2 separate regions of the Urocitellus parryii genome follow, and region 2 is linked to region 1. Evidence: chromatin contacts called from public Hi-C data. All regions are on one chromosome and are shown on one strand. Each heading gives the region's core, a stretch centred on a gene start, on an enhancer-like site or on the middle of the called end of the contact. The rest is flanking DNA. Distances are from core to core; before and after follow the strand shown.

The links. A called contact is a pair of places that touch in the nucleus more often than the background predicts.
Region 2: a contact with region 1 is called in a Hi-C map of muscle, with 2.9 times the contacts expected there. The contact joins the promoter of Ripk2 here to the promoter of Nbn in region 1. A contact is called at or near these places in 2 of 2 Hi-C or Micro-C datasets (liver and muscle).

What each region holds. Positions count from the first base shown.
Region 1 is chr7:44,603,866-44,609,800 of mUroPar1.hap1, reverse strand. Nbn (nibrin) reads right to left here and starts at 3,349. Exons shown (of 16, transcript XM_026382941.2): 1 at 2,982-3,349; 2 at 1-2. The coding sequence starts at 3,018.
Region 2 is chr7:44,806,040-44,811,974 of mUroPar1.hap1, reverse strand. Ripk2 (receptor interacting serine/threonine kinase 2) reads left to right here and starts at 2,605. Exons shown (of 11, transcript XM_026383825.2): 1 at 2,605-3,046. The coding sequence starts at 2,874.

The DNA.
Region 1 (5,935 bases), core at 2,100-4,599:
TCCTAAGCAAAAAAAAAGTAAATTGAAGACACATGTGTAAATACACATACATACATATATGTGTGTACAGAATATGTGATGTTAAATATTTAAATAAAACTTTTGATGTTTAAATGTTAATCAACTTTGTTTATATCAAACTTGTGTTTTCTAATAAAGCCCCATAAAGGACAAAAAATAATTCCTAAATAGATGAAAGGTTATATCATTTTTCTAAAGGGAAAACAATATTGAAAGAAGTAAATGTTCCCCCTAATTAACTTATACATTTAATGTATTACCAAGAAATCATAATATTGTGTTTGGAACTCAATTACATAGATTAAAAAATTCATTAGGAAAGTATGTTTAAAAGTAGCCAAGAAAAATTTGAATAGTATTACAGGAACTTGCCCTATCAGATAGCAAAGTATGCCATAAAGCCATAGTAATTAAAAGGTATGAAAGTTACAATACAGCTATACAACTCCTGGTGAAGTCAGCATGCAAGATATACCTGCATATACATGTTCACTGTGGCACTGTTCACAATAGCCAAGATAGGGAATCAGGCTAGGTGCCCATCAACAAATGGATAAAAAGAAAATACAGTATATATACAAAATGAAATTCAATCAGCCATAAAAGAATGAAATGTTATTTGCAGGAAAATGGATAGAAATGGAGGTTATCAGCCAGACACAGAAAGATTAAGTACTACATGTTTTCTCTGATATGTAGAAACTGGGCGGGGCGGGAGAGAAAGAAGGAAAGAAAGAAAAGACCTGAAAACAGAAAATGGACTGTCAAGAAAGGAGAAGAAAATTGGAGGGTATTAAAGAAGGTTGACAAAGCATCACATGTGTAGCCAGGTGTGGTATACACCTGTAATCCCAGCAACTCAGGATGTTGAGGCAGAAGGATCACAAGTTTGAGGCCCACCTGGGCAACTTAGTGAATTTTAAAAAAAGAAGAAAATAAAAAGGGTTGGGAATGTAGCTCAGTGGTAAAGTGAGTTCTCTTCCTAGTACCATTAAAAAAAAAAAAAAAGATAATGCACATATGGAAATGCCACAGTGAAACACATTAATTTGTACAATTAATAAAACTAAATGATTAGAAAAAGCCTTCAAACATAAACAGGTACATAAAAGGTCTGAAATGGATTAGGAGTAAATAATATAGATCAAGGCAATAAATTCTGGATGGGATTCAAGTGCAGAGTTGGGGGAATTCTGTTTTTATGTTAAACATAGCATCAATAGGAAATGATTATTAGTTTTAAAAACACATTGTAAATCACACATTGTTAGAGTAACAGTATGTTGGGGATTTGTGAAATTTAGCCTGGGAGCAGGGGATTCCATTACCACAATTGTAGGATGATTAGAGCAGTTATATTAGACAAGTTGGAAAGGAGCCCAGGAAAGTCCTGAACTCCATTCTGGAAAGTAGTTTGGACTACATGGCCTGTTAATCAGATTCTTAACCTGGATAGTTTCAAGGAAAAACCTTTGTTGTTTACCACACAACACAAACTGGATTAAGGGACTGATCTATAGCTTGCATCAGATTATGATAATAGTTCATGACACTCTACTACAACCTAACCTGAATATCAGTCAATCAGACCCTGTCAACTGATCAGACCATGGTTACATATCAGGCAAATGCTGAGGTGGAACCAATCAAGCTGTTTTGTATGGCTTCCTTTCCTGTCTATAAACGTTGCCTGGCCAAGAGGCTGAACGAAACGCTCTGAACATCTACTTGTTTAAGGTTATGCTTGATTCACAAATCCTTATTTCTTCAAACTCTGCTCAACTTAATTTGTTCCAAGTTTCTTTCTTTCAGCAGTGCTAGGGTCTGGCATAAGCTAGGAAAGCATCGTATCACTTTGAGACAAGGTCTCCCTGCACTGCCCAGACTGAATTCAAACTTGTCAATCTTCCTGCCTTGGCCTCCAAGTAAGTGGGATTACATGGATGCACCATAAGCCCTGGTGGTCTCTAAGTTTTTCTTATAACACACCTACAGGAGACCTGAGAACCAGTCAGATTTCGTTTGTTTTTTAAAATATTTATCTTTTTAGGTGTAGTTGGACACAATGTCTTTTATTTATTTTTATGTGGTGCTGAGGATCGAACCCAGAGCCGCCTCCTACGTGCTAGGCAAGTGTTCTACCACTGAGCTACAACCCCAGTCCTCCAGTCAGGTTTCTTTAAATGAACATAATCCTAACTTGTCCATAAACACAAAATTTGTGGACAAATCGCAGTACTCCAAGCCACAGGGATGCCCTCTTCTATGTATTTTTGTTCTAGTTATCTTCACATTCCCAGACATTATCAATTTAGCCTCTTCATTGATTTTTTTTTTCCAATCACAATGTAAACTTTCTGAGGACAAGACCCAATTATAGATACTTGCTTAACTTTCTATCAACGAATAACACACAGGAGGCAACCAGTAACTTATGAGGAAAAATTTCTACTGCTGGAAGTTCAGGAAAGGGGTTGGGGAATCATCTTTTCCCACTGTACAGCTATTTTGGGGGAAAGGTCTGAAACAAATCTGAAAGCATGTTTTCCTGTGTGCCACGTGGTTCTTCAAAAAAGAAAAAAAAAGAAACGCTTTGCCCCAGACGGATCGCTTCCTTGTCATCCTGTGGTCTGGCTTTGTTGACTCCCTGGTGATCTCTTCCTAAAAGCCTACGACCAGGTGTGCCAAAAGGAAGGCGTCCGGGGCTCGCTCCATCGGGGCGCCTGAGCAGATGCTGGTTCCCGTCAGGTGTGGACTGAGTCGCCGCACCGTCCCGGAAGAAAACACGGCGTCCTCACGCAAACTTCCGACTTTCGCATCCCGCTCTCACAGAATCCCAGGGCTGGCACAGAGGCCGCGCCGGAAGGCAGTGAGAGCGGACCGGAAGCGTCGCTCCGCACACTCCACGCAGCAGCTGCTCCCGGGAAAGCCGGGTCTCTATCTTTCCCTTCTACCCTTACCTCGGGCCGTGCCCTCGGCGGGAAGGAGCTTCCACATGGGTCCGGCTCCTCAGGACTGGAGCTGACCACCGGCCGCCTCGCTGCGGATAGCCGATGTGCACGCGATCACAGCACGGGCAATGCGCGGGAACACTAGGACGTGCGCGCTCCCGGCAGTCGCGCAAGCCCTGTTGGAAACCGAGGGATGGGGCGGGAATGCTATTGAACGCTAGGGCGCCACCTGGTGGTAAGGAGCAACGCAGTATGAACTAAAAGGTGTTGCATTAAGAGAATGAAAGCCGGGTTTCATTTTAAGGTGTTCATAAAATATAAGATTTTTTTTTTCTGTTTGTGAAAGGAAATAATTTTTAAAATTAGCCCTAAAGCAATGTGATGAAATCTTATGATCAAATACGCTAACTAATCGTTTAGTTCTTTGCATTTGCAATGTATTAAATTTCGGTTGTTACTTAGATCAATAATGATGAAGGTAAGGATTTTACCTGAAAGGAAACTCATAACATTAAATATTTTTTAAAGTTTAAATCAACTTCTCCATTTTATCAGGATCTACTTTCATCCAATCCCATTCTAAGTACTGAACAGACTACATTTCCAACTGTTCTTTTACTGGCCCAGCATTCCCTAAAAGGATACCATTCACCTCTTGCACATTGCTGAATAAACATCTGAGATCACACTTTTGATCATGTAATTTCTGGTTGACAAAAGCGGATTGTAACAGAAAATAAAAATATGCCACTTTAAAAGCTTAGCTTACCAGTCTCTGTTACCAACATAGATGCAAAAAAATCCTAATACAAGATTAGTAAATTGAATCAAGTGGTATTATAAAAAGAATAACCACACCCAGGTGGGCTATATTCCAGAAACAGAAGGGTGGATTAACACTGGAGGAAAAAAAAATCAGCATAATTCACCAGAATAAATTCTTTAAAAAGGAGAAAAATTTCTGCATCATTTTAGTAGATGCAGAAAAAGCATTTGATAAAATTCAATACTCATTCATGACAAAAGCTCACTGAAAAATAGGAATAGAAGGATCATTCTTGACCTGATGAAAGACATCTACAAAAAAATTACAGCTTACATTATACTTAAGATAAATTATTGATCATTTCCCCTTGACATCAGGAATGAAATAAGAATCTATCTGTTCTATTCTTATTTCCTTTTTCTTGCTACTCGGAATTGAACTCAGGATTTTTTTGAAAAGTGCGCAGTAACACTTGTCATATAGTTCAGCCTAAATTCACTTGGTAATTGGGATAACTGTCTGTGGTAGCTAATTGATTTGATCCAAAGGAAAAAAACTTGTCCTAGCTTAATGATAGGAGATAGGTTTCCTGTTTGGAGTCAGAACAGTCAAATATTAGGTTCCTACCTTCAAGGTCTTCCTTGAGAATTCTTCCATGTGAATTATATTTCAAAGGGATGGCTTTCAAGTCCTTGAGAAAGACATTGCTGGGTTGTAAAGGTAGCAAGAGGTTGTGATAGAACTTTTAGGAGGTGGGGACTAGTGAGAGGAAGTTAGGTCATTGGGAGCATGCCTTGAATGGGATATTGGGACTCTGGAATTTTCCTTTCTCTCTCTTTTACTTCCTGGATGCTATGAGGTAAATAGGCCTCCTCAACCATGTGCTTCCTCTATGATATACCATGCCACTACAGGCCCAAAGGAACAGGGCCAAGTGACCATGATCTGAAACCAAACCAAGCCTTTGCTCCTTATAAATTGTTTATCTCAGGTATTTTGTCACAGTGATGGAAAGCTGAATAATACAACCTGTCATTGTAAATTCTTTATCTTTGAAATGTATATAAAATCTTTCTTTAAAAAGGCTAAGTAAGCCTCTTGCTAGCTTTTGGTCAATGCCTTGGTAAAAGCATTATTGCCTCTTAATTACTCAGTACTATTTAAAATATTTGTTAGGAGAGTTTTTACAAACCTGATATACAGTACCCAAAATCAGTTTACAAAAATGTATTTGGGCAAAGTCACAACTTTTCTGGCCCACTCTTCTCCTGGGAAGGTTCCCTTCCTTATTTTTTTCCCCATGAGATAGTACATTTTCTTGGTAATGATCTTGTTAAATTTGCTTAATAGGTACAGCCTGTTATTCCATAAAAAAGAAACATTATTATAATAATGAGGTCAGAGGTTCTCCTGTAGTTTTTGATTAACAATGGTCCACTCTTTATGTGCATAATAGTGTTTACTGGTTGTTGATGTGCTGGGCTCTGTTCTAAGTGTTTTAAGTACATTATCTCATCTATACCCAGCTACAACTTTGTGAATTCTTAATATCTGCATTTCACAGATAAGGAACTCAGGTTTATACCTGTTAAAACATTACACATCTAGGGAGACATATAGCTCACTTTGAACCTCAGCAGTTGACCAAGTCTACACTCGACCTGAGAGCAAGGGTGCTAGAGCCAGACAGAGTTGGGCTCAGATTCCATCTGATTCCATAAGTTGAAAAATTTACCTAACTGCTCTCTACCTCAGTTTCCCAAATGTTGATAATAATAGTGTATACTTCATGAATGCTTATGAGGATTAGTGAAATACATTCATAGGATGTTGAACAGTCTGACATCCAAAACAATGTTGAGAAATATTAGCTTCTATGAGTAATAAAACCTTTCCTCAGTGGCTGCCTGCCGCAGTCTGGCTGGGCACAAAATAACCGAGCTGCCACACAGCCTTGTAGGTTCAAAATAGGAACTCCTTTATTCTCTGCACTCCCACAAACACCATGCACGCGGCCTTCTCGGAGGACACACCACACACCAACCGGAAATCCTTCCTCCGGAAATGACTCCTCCTGCACTTCCCCAACCAATAGGAACTCTCCAGGAATCCCCGGAGAACTCCAAAGTAGCAGGCTGAGGCGGACAGAAGAGGTCTAATATACAATTGAATACACAGCTTAACATAACCATTATCA
Region 2 (5,935 bases), core at 1,356-3,855, 200 kb before region 1:
ACTCTCACTGTATCTTTGCAGTGTCTTCCCTCTATGCATTCTTGTCACTGAAATCAAATTTCTCCTTCTGATAAGGACTAGGTCATCTAGGATTAAGGCCTTCTACAATGACTTTAACTTGATCATTGCAACGACCCTATTTCAAAATATGGTTAGTCACAGGAACTGGAGGTTAGGACTTCCATTTTAGGGAGGATACCCAATTCAGTTCATAGTACTTGGTCTCCCAGTGGCTCAGGAGGCTAAGGAAGGAAGATCATGAGTTCAAAGCCAGCCTCAACAACTTAGGGAAACTCTATAAAAACTTAGTGAGACCCTGTCTCAAAATAAAAAATGAAAAGGGTTGGGGATGTGGCTCAGTGGTTAAGCACTGGGGTTCAATTACCAGTACCAAAATAATAATAATAATAGAAAAAACTAAAATGTAACTAATATAGAATTAGTAAATACTATGATTTTAATGTAATCTTTACTAAGAATTCTAAAATGAGAAGTGTTTAGTTTTTTTCCAATTGACATGTGAAACATTTTGTTTAATGCAGCTTAATTATCTTAGAAAAACCATTTTTAAACGACACTATGTCAATTTTAGGATTGAATATGAAATGGCTAAATGTGAAACATAATTGTACTCTAACTGCAAAAATGGGTATTCTTTTACTCATAAGAAACTCCACATCATTAGATATAGCAGGTTTGATTTTTAGTTTGGGGGGTGCAGAAAGATACCAAATGTACTCCAAAGCATTAGTTTTCTCATGTAGAACATTCATTATCATACAATTATACAGACTTGCTGGCATTTGTGTTTTTAAAATTTCAAGGTACTTTTAGATTGAAAAACAGAACATTTATGAATATGAGATGTTGGGAATTCTTGGATTTGTGTGCTTTTAAGTGGCTTTTCAATTTTTTTTGTTCTTGTTTCTAATTGAAGAGATGAGATATTTAATATTGCTACTTCTTAAAATTACACAAACAGGTACAAATTTTTAAAAAGTGAATGGAACACAAATTTTGATGTAATTTTATCAATTTATTTAGCACAGGGGACTGAACCCAGGGGCACTTAACCACTGAGCCACATTCCCAGTCCTTTTTATTTTTTATGACAGGATTTCCCTAAGTTGCTTAGGGATTGGCCAAGTTGCTGACGCTGGCTTTGGACTTGGAAATCCTCCTACCTCAGTCGCCCCAGTCACTAGGATTACAGGCCTGTGCCACTGGCCCAGTTTGATATAATTTCAAACACATGAATCCAACATATAGAAATGATGCTTGGTTTTAAGAATAATTTGCATAACTATTCTATTTTTGTTTCTTATTTATCAATGTATTAGTATTCCTTAAGCTTTCTGTCTTTAACCAATTAATTATGGAAACTAAACAATATATAATATATTCACACACATATATTCCCAGGTAGAAAATTTTTCCATTTATATAAAATATGTATTCTTAGTTGGAAATATATAGTTTAATTCATTTCCATATATAACCAAGAACACATATTTTTAACATATTGTATACAGGTAAAAACTATGATGCTTTAAAGTATAGGGGAGGGGCTCATGATCTAGCTCAGGACAAGAGTGTTTGCTTACCATGTGCGAGGTTCTGGGTTTAATCCTCAGTACAACAAAAATAAAAAGGAAACAAAGAAAGAAAAGGATAGGGGAGATATGCCTAGGTTATATATACTCTACCATTTATACAAGGGACTTAAGCATCTGCAAATTTTAGTGTCCTACAAGCGAGGCCCCCACAAGTATGGGATGCCAAGAACTAACTGCACCACACACCCTGTAAAGTGCATCTAATTAGAAAGGTGTTTGTTTAAATGGATTGATGGTTGCAGTCTTTTTCTTTTGGCATTTAACACTGCATCTTACCAGTCCGTAAGAAATCTTGGCAGTCTTACCTAGAGTCAGAGGGATAGATTCTCTCAAGGTTATTTTTTCAACCTCTACATATGCTTATGTGAGTTAAGAGGTGGGAAAACATTCCCTAGTAGAGGCGCACGTCACGTGAGCTAAACATCTGAACGTGTTCCACCAAGGTGGAGTTCTCCTCCAAACCTCACTCCTTAAGTGGCAGGAAGTGAGGAAGGCTGGAGTCCAGGTAAGTACGCGAATCGAGGCCTTCATTCAGTGTGGAGAACCTAGAAGTCACAAAACTTGCCTCAAACGCTTCCTCTGCAGCAGGGGTGGGGACCCCACTCCCCACCCGCTGTCCTGGGATTCCAGGGGCTACAGGAAGGCACGCAGCCCGGAGGAAAATCCTCCCACGTGTGGAGGCCAGCTGACTAGCCTGACACCGGTCAGCAGGCCTCTGAGAGGGACTTTCCCGAAAGAAAAACTCTTCCAAACCTGGGGGTGGAGGAGAGCAAGCAAAAGGCGCGCCCGGAACTCCCTCTCCCAGCCTCCCCCGGAAAACCAGCCGAACCCCTCGAAGTCGCGCGGACCGTGGGGGCGGCGAAGGATCCCGCGCTCAGGTTCGGCGAGACCCGCCCCGAGAGCCGCGAGTGGGCGGCGCCTAGCCCCGCCCCGCCCAGTGGCCAGCTGACCACGCCTGGGAAGTTTGGAGCGGGAGGGGCGCGGCTGGCCGGCCAGGCTGCGCGCCGGGGAGGGCCGGGTCCGCGAGAGCAAGCTCCTCCTTGGCGCGACGCGGCGCTGCGTAGTTGACCAGGAATCCCCCCCGCGAGGGTCCGCGGGAGTCTGATCGGCCGGGAAAGCGGTGGGAGCCAGGGGCATGGGCGGCCGGGCGACCTAGCGTCCCACACAGGAAGGAGCTCGCGGCCACTCGGGCAGGCCGGGATCTCGGCGTCCGGAGCCGAGGAGCAGCGGGCGCACCGGAATCCGCCGGCCGCCACCATGAACGGAGAGGCCATCTGCAGCGCCCTGCCCACCATTCCCTACCGCAAGCTCGCCGACCTGTGCTACCTGAGCCGCGGCGCCTCTGGCACCGTGTCGTCCGCCCGCCACGCAGACTGGCGCGTCCAGGTGGCTGTGAAGCACCTGCACATCCACACCCCGCTGCTCGACAGGTAGGGCGCCAGCGCGGATTCCAGGTGGATCCCCGAGCGCTGCTGCACACACCCCCGCACACACACCCAGGCGAGCGGGTTTCAGAATCCTGACGACCGAGACCCTTGGGTTTGGCCCCACCCCTCGTCACTTCTAGGTAGACCCCCAAGCCTTTCGCCGTGGAAGGTGGGGAGAAACTGCACTGCTGGAGATGAGTCAGTCGCTTTCCTGCACTCTTCTCTCCGCCGTCCTTTCTCGCCTTACCTCCTACTCTCCAAGTCGTCTTTTCTCCCTACTCCAAAAATCAGCAATGACAGCCCAACTCGAAAAGCTGTTTATTGAAGCTTATGTGTTTGTGTGTTGGGTGTTGGCTTTGTTTGCTTTTGGCTTTATATTTTTTAATGGGACTCTTAAGATTGCACAGTTCACTCTGGAGCTAGACACAAGAGCTATTGAGTTCTTGGAACGTGACCCTCTGAATGGAGATAGGCAAGAAATGTGAAAGACACACCTGATTTTTTTAACCTTTACTTTTATTTTATTTATGTCTTAATTTGTTATTATATAAAGCAGAATATATGATATGTATTTCATATCTCTGGTTGTACACAGAGTCATTCATGTCTTCATACTTGTACTTAGGGTAATGATATCCACCTCCCTCCATCGTCTCTCCAACTCCATGCCCACTCCCTTCCCATCCATCTCCTTTGCCCTATCTAGAGTTCATCTAATCCTCCCAACACACCGGATTTTTAATAATAATATCTCAATAGTTTTATATTGATTACATACTGAAATGGAATCTTTAGGGGGGTTAAATGTAAGATGTTAAAAACTCATCTAGTGCTTCTTTTTTTTTTTAATGTGGCCACTAGAAAATCTAAAATTGTATATTTTCACTGGACAGTGCTACACTAGAGATGTTTGGGTTTGGTTTTTTGTTTTGTTTGTGGTTTATTACATGTGGTCATGAAAGTTCAAATGTCAAACTCTTTAATAGAAGTTCAGTTTCTCTTACTGTCACAGGGGAACACTGCCCACAGAGGAAATGTGTATTATTTTTGCTAACAATAAATTGAATTAGAAAAAGATCAAATGGTCAAAAATTGTGAATATCTCTCATACCCTGGAACAATTTTAGCCCAGTGTTCACATTATTTTTAATTTTTTTTAGTTGTAGATAGACACATTTTGTTTATTTATATTTTTTTGGTGGTGCTGAGGATTGAACTCAGTGCCTCATAGGTGCTAGGCAAGCCTCTACCACTGAGCTTCAAACACAGGCCCCAGTGTTCATATTTTAAGAAAAAACTGGCATTAGTTTCTCTTTCCATTACAATCACATACCATGGACCTGTGACTGGATGTTTCAGTCATAGTCTATTCACTAGTACTGTGGAATTTGACTAGAACTTTACTTTCAGTTCTGGGTGAATTAACATCCTTTGCTGTGGCATCCTCTTCTTTTGTGTCTATTGTGAGAATATGTCATGATAGACGAGTGCTTGTTCAAAGGCTGTTAATATCAATATCAGATAAATCTCTCAACTTTACCACTGCCAAATTCTAGATTTTCATCTGCCTGTGGGGGCTAGATTCCATTGTAGATTTGGAACACCTCTAAAAATAGTTTACACTTTTTTTTGTATTATAATCCAGTTCAGCCACGTACCAAGTGTAATGTGTACTTACCCTGGATCTTTATAGTCTGTGGAGCAGATGCTGGGCAATGTGTGTATGTCGTCACCTTTTAATGGTGGTGGACATATTTTAGAACCAGCTATATACAAATGCAGCACTGCTGGACCATTACGTATTCTAAAGCCAATTGATCCTGCCATTTTGGATGCTGCTTTTCAAGATTTTAATTTTTCTAAGTTTTGCGCCATTTGAGGACAAGGGGTGAGAAGGGAGTTTTCTTCCCATACTCATTAAAAGCTTTCATAGTATAAAATTTGTCACTAAATTGAGTAAGAAATTAATTCTATCCTCAAAAGAAGCCATAAGACCAGTAAAACCCTAACATTTCAATATCACATTCTTTTCTCCCACTTGTTGCTTAAGATCTTTTAGCAGTATTTATGTAGTCTGAGAATAGGGCTAAGCTTATGCAATTGACTTGTAGGGTGTCTTATTTCCTCACGTAAAAGAAATGTGAATAATACAGTCCATATATTTCTTAGACTCTGGTGTGGATAATGTTTGCATTGTTCTTTGGGATCACATGGAATAAAAATAAGTTTATGAGATGTTACATGTTATTTTAGTGATTGGTGATCATTCCTCATAACCTTTTATCTAGTGAGTGGAAATTCTGCAACATCTTTCTCCTTTTGAGGAGATAAATCCTATTGGTTGTTTAAGTACCCTATGGGTAACATAACTGTTTTTTCTATTGAAATTTTGAGTTGGGTAATTTTAGTGAGCCACCTATAAAAAGCTATATTTTACATTTTTAATTTTCACATCTTGCCTTTTTAAAAATGTTCCAACTCTCAAAGTCTTCCTAAAATTAGTCTTCATGAACTGTCCTTGCTTCTCTAATCAAGAAATGCAATTGGAAGAACATTGGCTTTAGAATACTATGATTGTATTTAAATCTGATTCCAGCCCTTCTGGTTGTAGTGGTATAGTCATTAGAAAATTATTCCTTTTTTCTGATCCCCAGTGCCCTTATTTATAAAGTGTAGATAATGAAGAGAACTTTAGAGGATTGATCTTAGGATGATAGCACACAAGAGGAGGAAAGAATGTATTAGATACCATTGGAACTTTCACAATATTTCCTCTCAGTAGTTCTTAGTATCCAGGAATCGTCAGGTTCATTCTTTGACTCCCTGGAAAGGTACTACCCAGTAACAGTCTTAATGGCTCATGTCTTTAGGGAAAATACAGAACACTCTGAA